2 separate regions of the Macaca mulatta genome follow, and region 2 is linked to region 1. The links are chromatin contacts, called in public Hi-C maps. All regions are on one chromosome and are shown on one strand. The core of a region is the stretch at or near the end of the contact, and the rest is flanking DNA. Distances in the headings are between cores, read along the strand shown.

Evidence for each region. Hi-C and Micro-C count contacts between places; a contact is called where the count stands out from the background.
Region 2: a contact with region 1 is called in a Hi-C map of cortical neurons, with 2.8 times the contacts expected there. The contact joins the promoter of COPS3 here to the promoter of FLCN in region 1. A contact is called at or near these places in 2 of 14 Hi-C or Micro-C datasets (CD4 T cells and cortical neurons).

What each region holds. Positions count from the first base shown.
Region 1 is chr16:18,786,839-18,793,601 of T2T-MMU8v2.0, reverse strand. FLCN (folliculin) reads left to right here and starts at 2,559. Exons shown (of 14, transcript NM_001266691.1): 1 at 2,559-2,799; 2 at 6,542-6,655. LOC144335355 (a long non-coding RNA gene) reads right to left here and starts at 2,031. Exons shown (of 3, transcript XR_013406155.1): 1 at 1,928-2,031.
Region 2 is chr16:18,836,291-18,842,236 of T2T-MMU8v2.0, reverse strand. It overlaps COPS3 (COP9 signalosome subunit 3), which reads left to right and starts at 3,565. Exons shown (of 13, transcript XM_077970477.1): 1 at 3,565-3,679.

The sequences.
Region 1 (6,763 bases), core at 1,310-3,809:
GGCAACTGATGGCTTACAAGTGATTGATCAGTTTGGATACTTAGCTGTAATGAAGCCTCTTGGTTTAGCAGTAGTAAGAAGACAGAAAAGCATCAAGAAATCTTAATTCCGACTGAGCCTACTTTAGTGGTGGAAAAAACACGTTCTGGATTGTATGTGTGCCAGGCAGTAACATATCCAGAGCTTCTGGAATCATTTCATACAATTTCCACTATGGGATAGAAGCTTTGAGATTAGCATTGCATTTCATTTGGTTGTGAATGGTTGAACATTATTGATATCTGTGCTTTCTGAACATTACTGCTGAGTTTCGATTCTTTCCCATGAGAATGGGTACATTTTCCTACTTCTAAGACGTCCCTTTTGTTGCATGTCCTTGAAAGTTTATACCCCATGAGAGCCCAATTTAACTAACCTTTAGTACAATTCACTGAGGCAAAGATTTGGCAGTTGTTAATTTTGTTTTTAAGATTTATAGGTTTGTGAAAGTACCTCCAAAAGAGGTAGGTGGCTGAAGCCAGTGGTGTTGGGAAAGATGTTAATGGCCTAAATTGAGCCCAGCTGTGGTGAATGCACATTGCCTTTTACTGAAAATGCAGTGGTTGAATAACCTTACTCCAGTAGCCTATCACCATGGAAATAAGGATAATCTGAGCAAGGTGGTGACCTCCACTAACAAACTGAAAATAAAATAAAATAAAATAAAGTAAAATACAATACAATAAAGTAAAATAAAATAAAATAAAATCACCCTGTAGTAACTTACTACCTCCTCACAAATTAAGTTTGCGCTGTCCAACAGCGGGAGGAATTCACTTGGTAAGAATAATTAAACACATAAAGGCAATGCCTAACCTCGTAACGCCACCTCATATTCCTTAATCTTTACCCGGCTACTATAAGACGGCAGAAAACACAAGCTGCAATTTCGTTATTTTCTCGTGTCCCTTTTTCAACAGAACATGGAATTTTTTTTTTTTTTTTTGACGGAGGCTCGCTCTGTACCGGGCTGGAGTGCGGAGACGCGATCTCGGCTCACTGCAACCTCTGCCTCCCGGGTTCAAGCAATTCTCCTAACTCAGCCACCCGAGCAGCTGTGACTACAAGCGTGCGCCACCACGCCCAGGTAATTTTTTTTGTATTCTTAGCAGAGACGGAGTTTCACCTGTTGGCCAGGACGGTCTCGATTTCTTGACCTCGTGTTGACCTCGTGACCCGCACACCTCGGCCTCCCAAAGTGTTGGGATTACAGGCGTGAGCCACCGCTCCCGGCCAAAACAAGGAAATTTAAAAGGAAAAAAAAAGTGACCTCTGTGATTTCAAAAACACAACCACCCATTTTTCTACTGTATTCCTGGTAAGCACACTCTGGAGACCTTGTGGCAACCACAGCCTCTGCCGCGGTGGAAGGCTCCCAGGCGGCCGCATCCCAGGGGACAGCGCGCGCAGGCGGGTCAGGCTCCGATTCCCATCTCCCTCCGGTCTTCGCTGGAACGACCCACACTACATCACGAACTAATGTCTTTCCAATTAACTTCTAAGTAGATAAATTTAGTAATAGGCGCTCAAGTTTTAAAAAATATTATTCAGGCCGGGCGTGGTGGCTTAAGCCTGCAATCCCAGCACTTTGGGAGGCCGAGGCGGGTGGATCACCTGAGGTGAGGGGTTCAAGACCAGCCTGGCCAACAGGGTGAAACCTCGTCTCTGCAAAAAATACAAAAAAATTAGCCGGGCATGGTGGCGGACGCCTGTAACGCCAGCTACTCGGGAGGCTGAAGCAGGAGAATCGCTTGAACCCGGGAGGCGGAGGTTGCAGTGAGGCGAGGTCGCCCCGCTGCACTCCAGCCTAGGCAACAAGAGCGAAACTCCGTCTCAAAAGAAGAATATTATTCAATAACTGATTTTCACATTTTTAAGAAAGACGTACTGAGGGAGGAAGACCGAATACCAAACATGCGCGCGCACACCGATCCCGAGTTCCGCAACCAACCTCCCCCGGGCGCCGCGCCTTCCCCGCATCACGTGACGGCTGTCGCCCGCACCTTCCATACTCTCAATATAGGGAGAGGCCGGGTTCCATCAGCAATGTAATAAAAACCATTGGTGAAGCAAAAAAAAAAAAAAGGCCTGACAACCCCTTATAACGTTTTTTCTTTATTTTTCTCTTTTATGTGGACAGGGAGCCTTACGTTGATTATATTTACCCTCAAATCTCTTTTCGAAATGCTTTTTAAGTTTCAGCATACTCCCGCGCTTAAGGAAATGGTTTCCCCCAGCATCCCCAGCCGGTGCGGTCTGAACCATTGGGAACTTCCCCGAGGGGGGCACCGGAATAGGGGCGGCGGAAAAGGGTAGTTGTCGGGCAGCGGCCCCTGCTTCCCCGTCAGACCTCGGAGTTGCGGTACTCGGACTGTGTTCCTGGGCTTGCGGGAGCTGGCGAGGCTCGGCTCTCCTCGCGGTGGAGGACGCGCTCGGACGGCGCCTGCACCCCCACCGCAGGGCTGGGTGGTGTTACGGCCCAGAGAGTCACGCGCCAGGGTCTCGGCGGGGATGTGGGGCCGCGAGTGAGTGTGGTAACTCTTGGTTCTGCCAGCTCCCCGAGAGCCCGAACCGGGGCTTGAGAGCCTCGCCACCCCGGCTGACGTTCCGGCCGTGGGCTCGGGGGCTCTGTGTGTGATCCCGCCTGTCTGGGACCCGCAGCGACCACCTACCCAGCGCAGTCAGGGGCGGGGCTGAGACCCGGAGCGGGACCCCGGCTGCCGAGTCCAGGTGTCCCGCGGGCCTCGATTCGGGGAGCAGGTCGGCGGGGGTCTGAGGGTTTGGCGGAGGGGCATGTCCGAGTTTGCGTTGGTCCCAGGTGGACCAGTAATGGGGGAGGGTTTAGGGCCAGAGTCCAGGGCGTCGCCGAGACCCTGAGATTTGAAGATAGGTTGGGGGCACGCCCATTAACCAAGTTTCTGGGGATGAGGACTGTGACCTGGGTTCAAACCCCGGGTTAGGGTCGTTGATTTAGTCTCATTTGATCTTGCCATGAAACGGGACTGTTTCCTTTTCCTTCTCCCAGGTTTTGTCTTCGTTCTGGAGGAGAGGGTGTGTGATTTCCTCTTCTCTCAGTTTGGCGTTCAGGAGGGTCCTCTGATAAGCTAATAGGGTAGCACCGTGTCCTCCAGGGAGGGTGGAAGACCGCGCTTCTCTCCAGTGGAGAGTACTGTCAGATGCGTCCTTGTCACCTGGAAAGAATGGATTGGCTTGTGGATTGACGTCCAAGGTGTGGTTAGCAGCAGTCTCTTCAAATGGGGACGCAGGGCAAGGAGGAACTTGCTGGAAGTAGGTTCTGGCTCTCCAGGCTTTGGCCACAACCAGTTTAGTGCCAGATTATCACCGTGGTCATCAAGTAATTGAGTAATAGTGGCAGGTGACACTGTTTGCCCTTCTAGTGTCCTATGTCAGGGAGCTCTGTGAATGGAAATCCAGGGAAACGGTGGAAATAGAGCCACAGTGAGAGTGGGTCTGAGCTGGCAGTCATCCCCTGCAGAACTTTTCACCCTGGGCTTGTTGGGATCCCAGCTGCTGACTTAATGAGGCTCCCCAGTGGGAGACTAGTTTTAGAAGCTGTGTGTCCACTGCTGGTTAAGATCCGTTATAGTGCCTTGTTTATCTACAGTGCCCTTACTTAGTGGCCTCTAATTCTCCGCGGTGCTATGAGAAGAGCATAGGAAGTAGGGGTGAAATGGGCCAGGGTCAGGGCGCACCACGGGTGGTGGTGAGGTCACTGTCCAGGTCTGGGACTCAGCTATTGTGGGAGGAGGACATGGACAGACACTCTACCACATCAGGGAATTTGAATACTGTCTTTGGGTGTGATGATGAAGAGACTGTCACCCAGGGGATTTCGGCTTCCCCTGTGGGTTCTGGAAAGCTTGCTGGAAACAGACTCGTGAGACATATTCAAATCAGTTTGTTTTCTTAAGCAAACACCTCCTAGAGATTGGGATTGACCAGTGAGTAAAGAATGACCTCACGCTGCCCAGAATTCTGATTCCATGTGTAATGCAAATCTTGAGAGGCGTCTGTTTCTCAGCTCTTGGGTGGTATTCAGAGAGGTCTAGTAACATTTGGTGTCACCTGGCTGGTGAGGGTAGGCCCCAGTGACCGCAAAGCTAAATGTTCTCTAGGGCATCTCCCTCTCTTTCAGGGGCTGCCTGGGTCTCTGGCGTGCGTGATCCATGGAGTCAGAGTCGGAGCTCTTGTCTGACAAGTGCTTTTTTCTTTTTCTTTTTTTTTTTTTGAGACAGAATCTCACTCTGTCACGCAGGCTGGAGTGCGGTGGTGCGATCTCGGCTCACTGCCACCTCTGCTTCCAAGTTCAAGCGATTCTCCTGCCTCAGCCTCCTGAGTAACTGGCACTATAGGCATGCGCCACAAGGCCTGGCTAATTTTTATATTTTGTATTTTGTATTTTTTGAAATGGAGTTTTGCTCTTGTTGCCCAGGCTGGAGTGCAGTGGTGCGATCTTGGCTCACTACAACCTCCGTCTCCCAGGTTCAAGCAGTTCTCCTACCTCAGCCTCCCAAGTAGCTGGGATTACAGGCACCCACCACCATGCCTGGCAAATTTCTGTATTTCTAGTAGAGATGGGGTTTCAGCATGTTGGCCAGGCTGGTCTCGAACTCCTGACCTCATGGTCTGCCTGCCTTGGCCTCCCAAAATGCTGGGTTTACAAGCATGAGCCGCCGCACCCGGCAATTTTTGTATTTTTAGTAGATACAGGGTTTCACCATGTTGACCTGGCTGGTCACGAACTCCTGACCTCAGGTGATCCCCCCATTGGCCTCCCAAAGTGCTTGGATTACAGGCTTAAACCACCGAGCCTAGCGAGTGCTTTTCATTAAAAGGAAAAACGAATAAGAGTAGCCTATGTTTTGACCTGACATGGTGGCTCACGCCTGTAATCCCAGCACTTTGGGAGGCTGAGGCGGGAGAATTACCTGAGGTCAGGAGTTCAAGACCAGCCTGGCCAACATGGCGAAACCCCATCTCTACTAAAAATACAAAAATTGGCTGGGCCTGGTGGCGCGTGGCTCTAATTCCAGCTACTCGGGAAGCTGAGGCAGGAGAATCGCTTGAACCTGGGAGGCGTAGGTGGCAGTGATCCGAGATTACAGCACTGTACTGTAGCCTAGGCAACAGAATGAGACCCTGCCACAAAAATAAAAAATAAAAAAGAATAGCCCATGTTGGTGCTGAATGCTGGGAAGTGGCTTGTCAACATTGCCTCTGGTTTCCCTCTCCTGCTTGAGAAGGAAACTGCCAGGCCTATGGCCTGAAAGGTAAGTTGGTGTGATATAGATGCTGCCAGAGCACACCCTTATAACCAAGAGTAAGAAAGATGGGGACTTGGCTGGGTGCAATGGCTCACGCCTATAATCCTAGCACTTAGGAAGGCCAAGGTGGGTGGATCACCTGAAGTCGGGAGTTTGAGACCAGCCTGGCCAACATGGTGAAACCCTGTCTCTACTAAAATACAAAATTAGCTAGGCATGGTGGCAGGCACCTGTAATCCCAGCTACTCGGGAGGCTGAGACAGGAGAATCACTTAAACCCAGGAGGCAGAGGTTGCAGTGAGCTGAGATCGCGCCATTGCACTCCAGCCTGGGCGATAAGAGTGAAACTTGGTCTTAAAAAAGGGAAAAAAAAGAAAGATGGGGACTTGCTCAGTCATCCAGGCTGGAGTGATAAAGTCACGGCTCACTGCAGCCTTGACCTCCCAGGCTCAAGTGACCCTCCCAACTTAGTCCCCCAAGTAGCTTGGACTAGAGGCATGCCCGGCTAATTTTTTTTTTTTGAGATGGAGTCTCGCTCTGTCGCCCAGGCTGGAGTGCAGTGGCATGATCTTGGCTCACTGCAAGCTCTGCCTCCCGGATTCACGCCACTCTCCTGCCTCAACCTCCCGAGTGGCTGGGACTACAGGTGCCTGCCACCATGCCTGGATGATTTTGTTTTGTATTTTTAGTAGAGACGGGGTTTCACTGTGTTAGCCAGGATGGTCTTGATCTCCTGACCTCGTGATCCGCCTGCCTGGGCCTCTCAAAGTGCTGGGATTACAGGCGTGAGCCACCGCGCCCGGCCCGGCTAATTTTTAAAAAATTTTTTTTGCAGAGACAGGGTCTCACTTTGTTACCCAGGCTGATCTCGAACTCATGGGCTGAAGCAATCCTCCTGCCTTGGCCTCCCAAAGTATTGGGATTACAAGCATGAGCCACTGAGCTGGCCTCAAGACCCTATCTCTGAAAAAATAAATACAGAGATCCTTGATCAAATACTGGGTTAGAGTGCTTCAGAGGTGCAAGAGTCATCTAAAATATCAGCTCCTGCTCAGAAGATGAGAGGCCTGCTAAGCCATTCAGAACCCTGGGGAGTGTCTACATCCTCATCGGAGATATACTTACTTGAGACTGGCTGTAAACTACTCCCATTATTTTTCATGCTACGAAGGCCTCTAATCTTAGAATTAGCTCTTTTTTTTTTTTCTCTTACCTAGAAAACGCCAGGTCTTCAAGGATGTCTGCCGCCACCATGCCTGACCCATTTGGCTGCAGCCTCGTGTGTGCTGGTCTGGTGTGGACGGTGGAAGTGTGATTCTGCTGAATGTCAGGTTAGTGTGGGTGCTCTGCAGGTGGGCTGAGACTTGGCCCAGGCTTGCTGTCCTGTGCATGTCTTGCTAGAAGGAACCTTGTTTCTCTTCCCTGATGCCTCTCAGAGG
Region 2 (5,946 bases), core at 2,316-4,815, 48 kb before region 1:
TAAAGAAACAGCGTCTTACTCTGTCACCCAGGCTGGGGTGCAGTGGCAAGATCATAGCTCAGTGCAGCCTCAAATTCCTGGGCTCAACTGGTCCTCCCACTTCAGCCTCCAGAGTAGCTGAGACAACAGTTATGCACCACCACAACCAGCTAGTTTTTTAAAATTTTTTTTTGTAAAGACAAAGTCACGCTCTGTTGTCTAGGCTGGTCTCAAACTCCTGGCAAGAGTATAATTATTAGCATTCAAGGTATAACTATTTAAGGTATAATTATTACTGTTATATTTCATGTTGACTACTGCAATAGCTTCCTGTCTCCCAGGTTATCCACATGAAGCCAGATGAATCTTTTTAAAATGCAGTTTTTGTTGTTGTGGTGGTTGTTTTGTTTTTTGAAGTTGAGTGTCTTTTTGTTGCCCAGTCTGGAGTGCAATGGCCTGATCTCAGCTCACTGCAACCTCCGCCTCCCAGGTTCAAGTGATTCTCCTGCCTCAGCCTCCCGAATAGCTGGGATTACAGGCACACGCCACCATGCCCGGCTATTTTTTGTATTTTTAGTAGAGACAGGGTTACATCTTACTGGCCAAGTTGCTCTCGAATTCCTGACCTCGTGATCCAACCACCTCAGTCTCTCAAAGTGCTGGGATTACAGGCGTGAGCCACCACATCTGGCCTTAAAATGCAAATTTGATCCTGCTACCTGCTTGCATAAAACTCTCCAGTCCTCCCAATCTTCTCAGGAAAAAGTCCAGTACCTTTAACACAGCTTACATAACCCGGCCCCTGTCCACCTTACAAACCACTCCCCTCCAACCACAAAGACATTCTTTCAGTTCTTCATTCTCAACTAGGATGCTCCTTTCACATGCAGGGTCTTAGCACCATACTGTCCTCTCACTCAGAAATATTTCTTCCCCCTTATCTTATTAACTCTTCCTCTTTTGGCCGGGCGCGGTGGCTCACACCTGTAATCCCAGCACTTTGGGAGGCTGAGGCGGGTGGATCACGAGGTCAGGAAATCAAGACCACGGTGAAAACCCATCTCTAATAAAAATACAAAAAATAGCCGGGCGCGGTGGCTCACGCCTGTAATCCCAGCACTTTGGGAGGCCGAGGCGGGCGGATCACAAGGTCAGGAGATCGAGACCACGGTGAAACCCCGTCTCTACTAAAAATACAAAAAATTAGCCGGGCGCGGTTGTGGGCGCCTGTAGTCCCAGCTACTCGGGAGGCTGAGGCAGGAGAATGGCGTGAACCCGGGAGGCGGAGCTTGCAGTGAGCCGAGATTGCACCACTGCACTCCAGCCTGGGCGACAGAGCGAGACTCCGTCTCAAAAAAAAAAAAAAAAAAAAAAAAAAATACAAAAAATTAGCCAGGTGTGGTGGCGGGCGCCTGTAGTCCCAGCTACTCGGGAGGCTGAGGCAGGAGAATGGCATGAACCCAGGAGGCGGAGCTTGCAGTGAGCCGAGATCACGCCACTGCACTACAGCCTAGGCGACAGAGAGAGACTCCGTCTCAAACAAACAAACAAAAAAACTCTTCCTCTTTCTTCGGAGCTCAGTTTATGCCATTTCCTCAAGAAAGCCTTCCCTGTTTATCCCAGGCCAGGTCAATATCCTCTGTGACATGATTTTATAGAACCATGTTCCATTCCTTCGGAGCACTAACTCCTTTTCTCTAGGGTCTTCATGTGTTATCTGCAGGAGAGAAGGACCGAAACTGTTTTGTTTTGTTTGGTTTTGTTTTGTTTGAGACAGATTCTTGCTCTGCCGCCCAGGCTGGAGTGCAGAGGCACCATCTCGGCTCACTGCAACCTCCACTTCCCAGGTTCAAGTGATTCTCCCATCTCAGCCTCCCAAGTAGTTGGGAATACAGGCTACCAAGCCCAGCTATTTTTTGTAGTATTTTTAGTAGAGATGGTGTTTCACCATGTTGGCCAGGCTGGTGTTCAACTCCTGACCTCAAGTTATCCACTTGCTTCAGTCTCCCAAAGTGCTGGATTACAAGCACGAGCCACCGCGCCAGGCCCCAAGACTGTTTTTACTACCAGTGTATTTCTAGTGCCTGGTACAACACTTTGTAAGTGTCAGTAAACAAATGTTGGATAAAATTTTTAAATGCATGTTTGTTTCCTCAGTCCCTACTATGCAGCAAATCTTACACTGGGCCCTAAAGGGGAATCAAGGTTAGTAAGAGAGATCCTTGACCTTAAGGAACTCCATGCCAGTTAGAAGCAATGGATCTGTAAACCAAAAGTACCTGAGACCAGTCTCAATCGAGAAAGTTTATATTGCCAAGGTGAAGGATGCGATGATGACACGGCCTCAGGAGCTCCTCAGGACATGTGCCCAAGGTGGTCAGGTACAGTTTGGTTTTATACATTTTAGGTAGACATGAGTCATCAATCAATACATGTAAGATGTACATTGGTTAGGTCCGGAAAGACGGGCCAACTCGGGGCAGTTGGGGGGCTTCCACCTTATAGGTAGACTTAAAGATTTTTTCATTGGTAATTGGTTGAAAGAGTTATTATCTAAGGACCTGGAAGTAAATAGAAAGGAATAGCTGGTTACGATTATAAGGGGTTGTGGAGACCAAGGTTTTATCATGCAGATGAGGCTTCCAGGTAGCAGGATTCAGATAGAATAGATTGTAAATATTTCTTATCGGTCTTGAGTCTACCAGTCTTAAGGTGTCTGTGTTGATGTTTGTGAGGCATGTCTGACTACCACTTCCCATCATGGCCTGAACTAGTTTTTCAGGATAAACTGGAATGTCCTTGGCTTAGGATAGGGTCCACCAGTCAGTTGGGGGCTTAGACTTTTATTTTTGGTTTACAGTTATGACATGGACTATAGAGACACATTTCTACAACACAGTAGAAGTGCAACATGAGAAGAACAAAGTGCTTTAGGGGACAAGTGGAGGAGGGAGACATCAATCCCAGATGGGGAAAATCAATTCACTTTCTTTTTGTGTGTGGTGTTACTTTTTTACTTCAACGTACATCTTGAATGAATAACTATAGTTCTCCCTATGTGCTATGCGCTGTCCTGAGTGTTTTATGTAGTTAAGGACATTGAGATTTTACAGATGGGGAAAACAATGCTCACCACGGTCAAGTGACTTGCTCAAAGTCACACAGCTACTAAGTGGTAGAAAAGGCAGTTAAACCTAAGCTGCTTGGCTCCAGAGTCTAATATCACGCGGAAAATCTCATGGGAGACGTAGCAACTAAGTCGTGCTTCATTGAAGTATCTGTCCAGGTGGAAAGCCGCAGGGCCTCTCTAGCAAAATCCAGAACCAGAAAATACTTGCTTAATTATGAGTTTCGTTCCTTCCTTTGCCCACTATCCCCATTTAACGTGCGGAGGGATTTCACAAGTGCACTGAAAGAAGACGCCGGAGACTATGGAACTCTAACTTCCGGCTACAGCGAGTAAGGCTGTTTCCATGGAAACAGTAACGGGTTGGCAGCTAGGTAGATTCTCGCGGTGCTTGAACCAGCGGAAGTGACGTCGCCGCTCGCGAGGCCCTCAGGTGGCTTGCCGCGGCCCCTCCTCCCAGAGCGGCAGCCTTTTCCCGCGCGTGGTGCCTTCGGCGCTCGGGCCGCCCGGGGGAAAACATGGCGTCTGCCCTGGAGCAGTTCGTGAACAGTGTCCGGCAGCTCTCGGCTCAAGGTGAGGCCCTAGGTCGCCGGGCTGGGCATGGGCGGGTACCGGGGACGGGCCTGCATCCCCAGGCGACGGGCCTGCATCCCCAGGCGCCAGCACGGATGGCTGGGACGGCCCTTTTAGTCCTGAGCCTATTCTCTGGGGCCGGGGTATGGGTTGCGGCGTTTAGATAAGGGCAGGATCGAGCGCGGCCAAGTGTAGGCAGCCCTCTCGTGCTCCGTTGTCCTCGCCGGCCGGCCTCCCCTCCCTCGGGCCGCCGGGAGCCCCCTCCCCCCGGCCTGGGCCCCTTCAACCGGGTGCTTTGCTTGACAGTTTGGGGGCGTGACTTCCGCCAGGCGACATCTCGGGCGACTATTGGTCCCTTCTGTCTCTCTTGCCTTCGGTGATTGGCGCACCGCCATGTCAGCTTCGCCGCCGCTCCGCCGCCTGCTGACTAGGCCGCCGGGAGCGGGCGGGAGGCGAGTCGGTTCTGGGTGCCTTGGCTCTGCGGCTCGCCTCGGCCAGCTCCGCTGCCAGGCGGCGCACGCTCGGGAACCCGTGCGCCTATTTTGGTCCTACAGAATGCTGCGGAAGCTCTCGCTCGTAGCTCTCCATTTCTTTTTCTTTCTTTCTTTCTTTTTTGAGACAGAGTCTCCCTCTGTCGCCGAGGCTGGAGTGCAGTGACGCGATCTCGGCTCACTGCAACCTCAGCCTCCCGGGTTCAAGCGATTCTCCTGTCTCAGTCTCCCAAGTAGTTGAGATTTCAGGCGCCCACCAGCTCACACAGCTTTTTTTTTTTTTTTTTTTTTTTTTTGAGACGGAGTCTCACTCTGTCTCCCAGGCTGGAGTGCAGTGGCACGATCTCGGCTCACCTCAACCTCCGCCTCCCGAGTTCGAGCGATTCTCCTGTCTCAGCCTCCCGAGTAGCTGAGATTACAGGCGCCTGCCAGCTCACACGGCTTTTTTTTTTTTTTTTTTTAAGACTGAGTCTCACTGTCTCCCAGTCTCCCAGGCTGGAGCGCAGTGGTGCGATCTCAGCTCACCTCAATCTCCGCCTCCTGGGTTCAAGCGATTGTCCTGCCTCAGCCTCCCGAGTAGCTGGGATTACAGGCGCCTGCCACCACGCCCGGCTAATTTTTGTATTTTTAGTAGAGACAGGGTTTCACCATGTTGGCCTGGCTGGTCTCCAACTCCTGACCTCAGGTGATCCACTGGCCTCGGCCTTCCAAAGTGCTGGGATTACAGGCGTGAGCCACCGCGGCCAGCCCACGCGGCTTTTTTTTTTTTTGGTATTTTTTTGTAGAGATGGTTACCCCCAACTCTCCCGCCCCGAGACGGAGTCTTGCTCTGTAGCCCGGGCTGGAGTGCAGTGGCGCGATCTCGGCTCACTGCAAGGTCTGCCTCCCGGGTTCACGCCATTCTCCTGCCTCAGCCTCCCGAGTAACTGGGACTACAGGTGCCCGACACCACGCCCGGCTAATTTTTTTTTTTTTTTTTTTTTTTAAGTAGAGACGGGGTTTCACTGTGTTAGCCAGGATGGTCTTGATCTCCTGACCTCGTGATCCGCCCGCCTCGGCCTCCCAAAGTGCTGGGATTACAGGCTTGAGCCGCCGCGCCCAGCCGAGATGGGGTTTTTACCACGTTGACCAGACTGGTTTCAAACTCCTTACCTCAAGCGATTCGCCCACTTCGGCCTCCCAAAGTGCTAGGATTACAGGTGTGAGCCACTGCGCCCAGCCAGGACTCCATTTTTAGGGGTAGAATTGTGATGATTTTGCTCTCACTTTCCACGTTGTTTGGTTCATTCATTGCATATGAATGTACCAAATTCTGAACCCGAAATTAGAATAATTAGATGCTGGCTGTGAAGGCCCCTTTAACTATCCCTGCTTCAGTTTCTTCGTCTGCAAAATAGGTCCCTAGTTTATATAGAGTTGTGAAGATTCAATGAGAGAAGCCATGTAAAAGCACTTGGAACAGTGACTGTCATAAGGGGTGCAATAAAAGCAGCTGCAAATTATTGTTACCGTCATTAATTGTAAAGTTCTAGGAGCTGCATGACCTTGGACAAGTCACGTTTAATCTCTGAGTCTTTTGTATCTCCATTGTAAAAATGGAGGGGTGCTTTTACCTCACTGGTGTAAGACAAATGATCTGATATGGAGCTGCACTTAATAAGAGTTCTTTCTCTTTTTCCTTTTTATTAATAGAAATTAGGTTCACAGGGAAGGCACAGGCTTGCTTTTTCCATGAATAAAGGAACCACTGGTTTAATTTATGCTACAAATACCTAG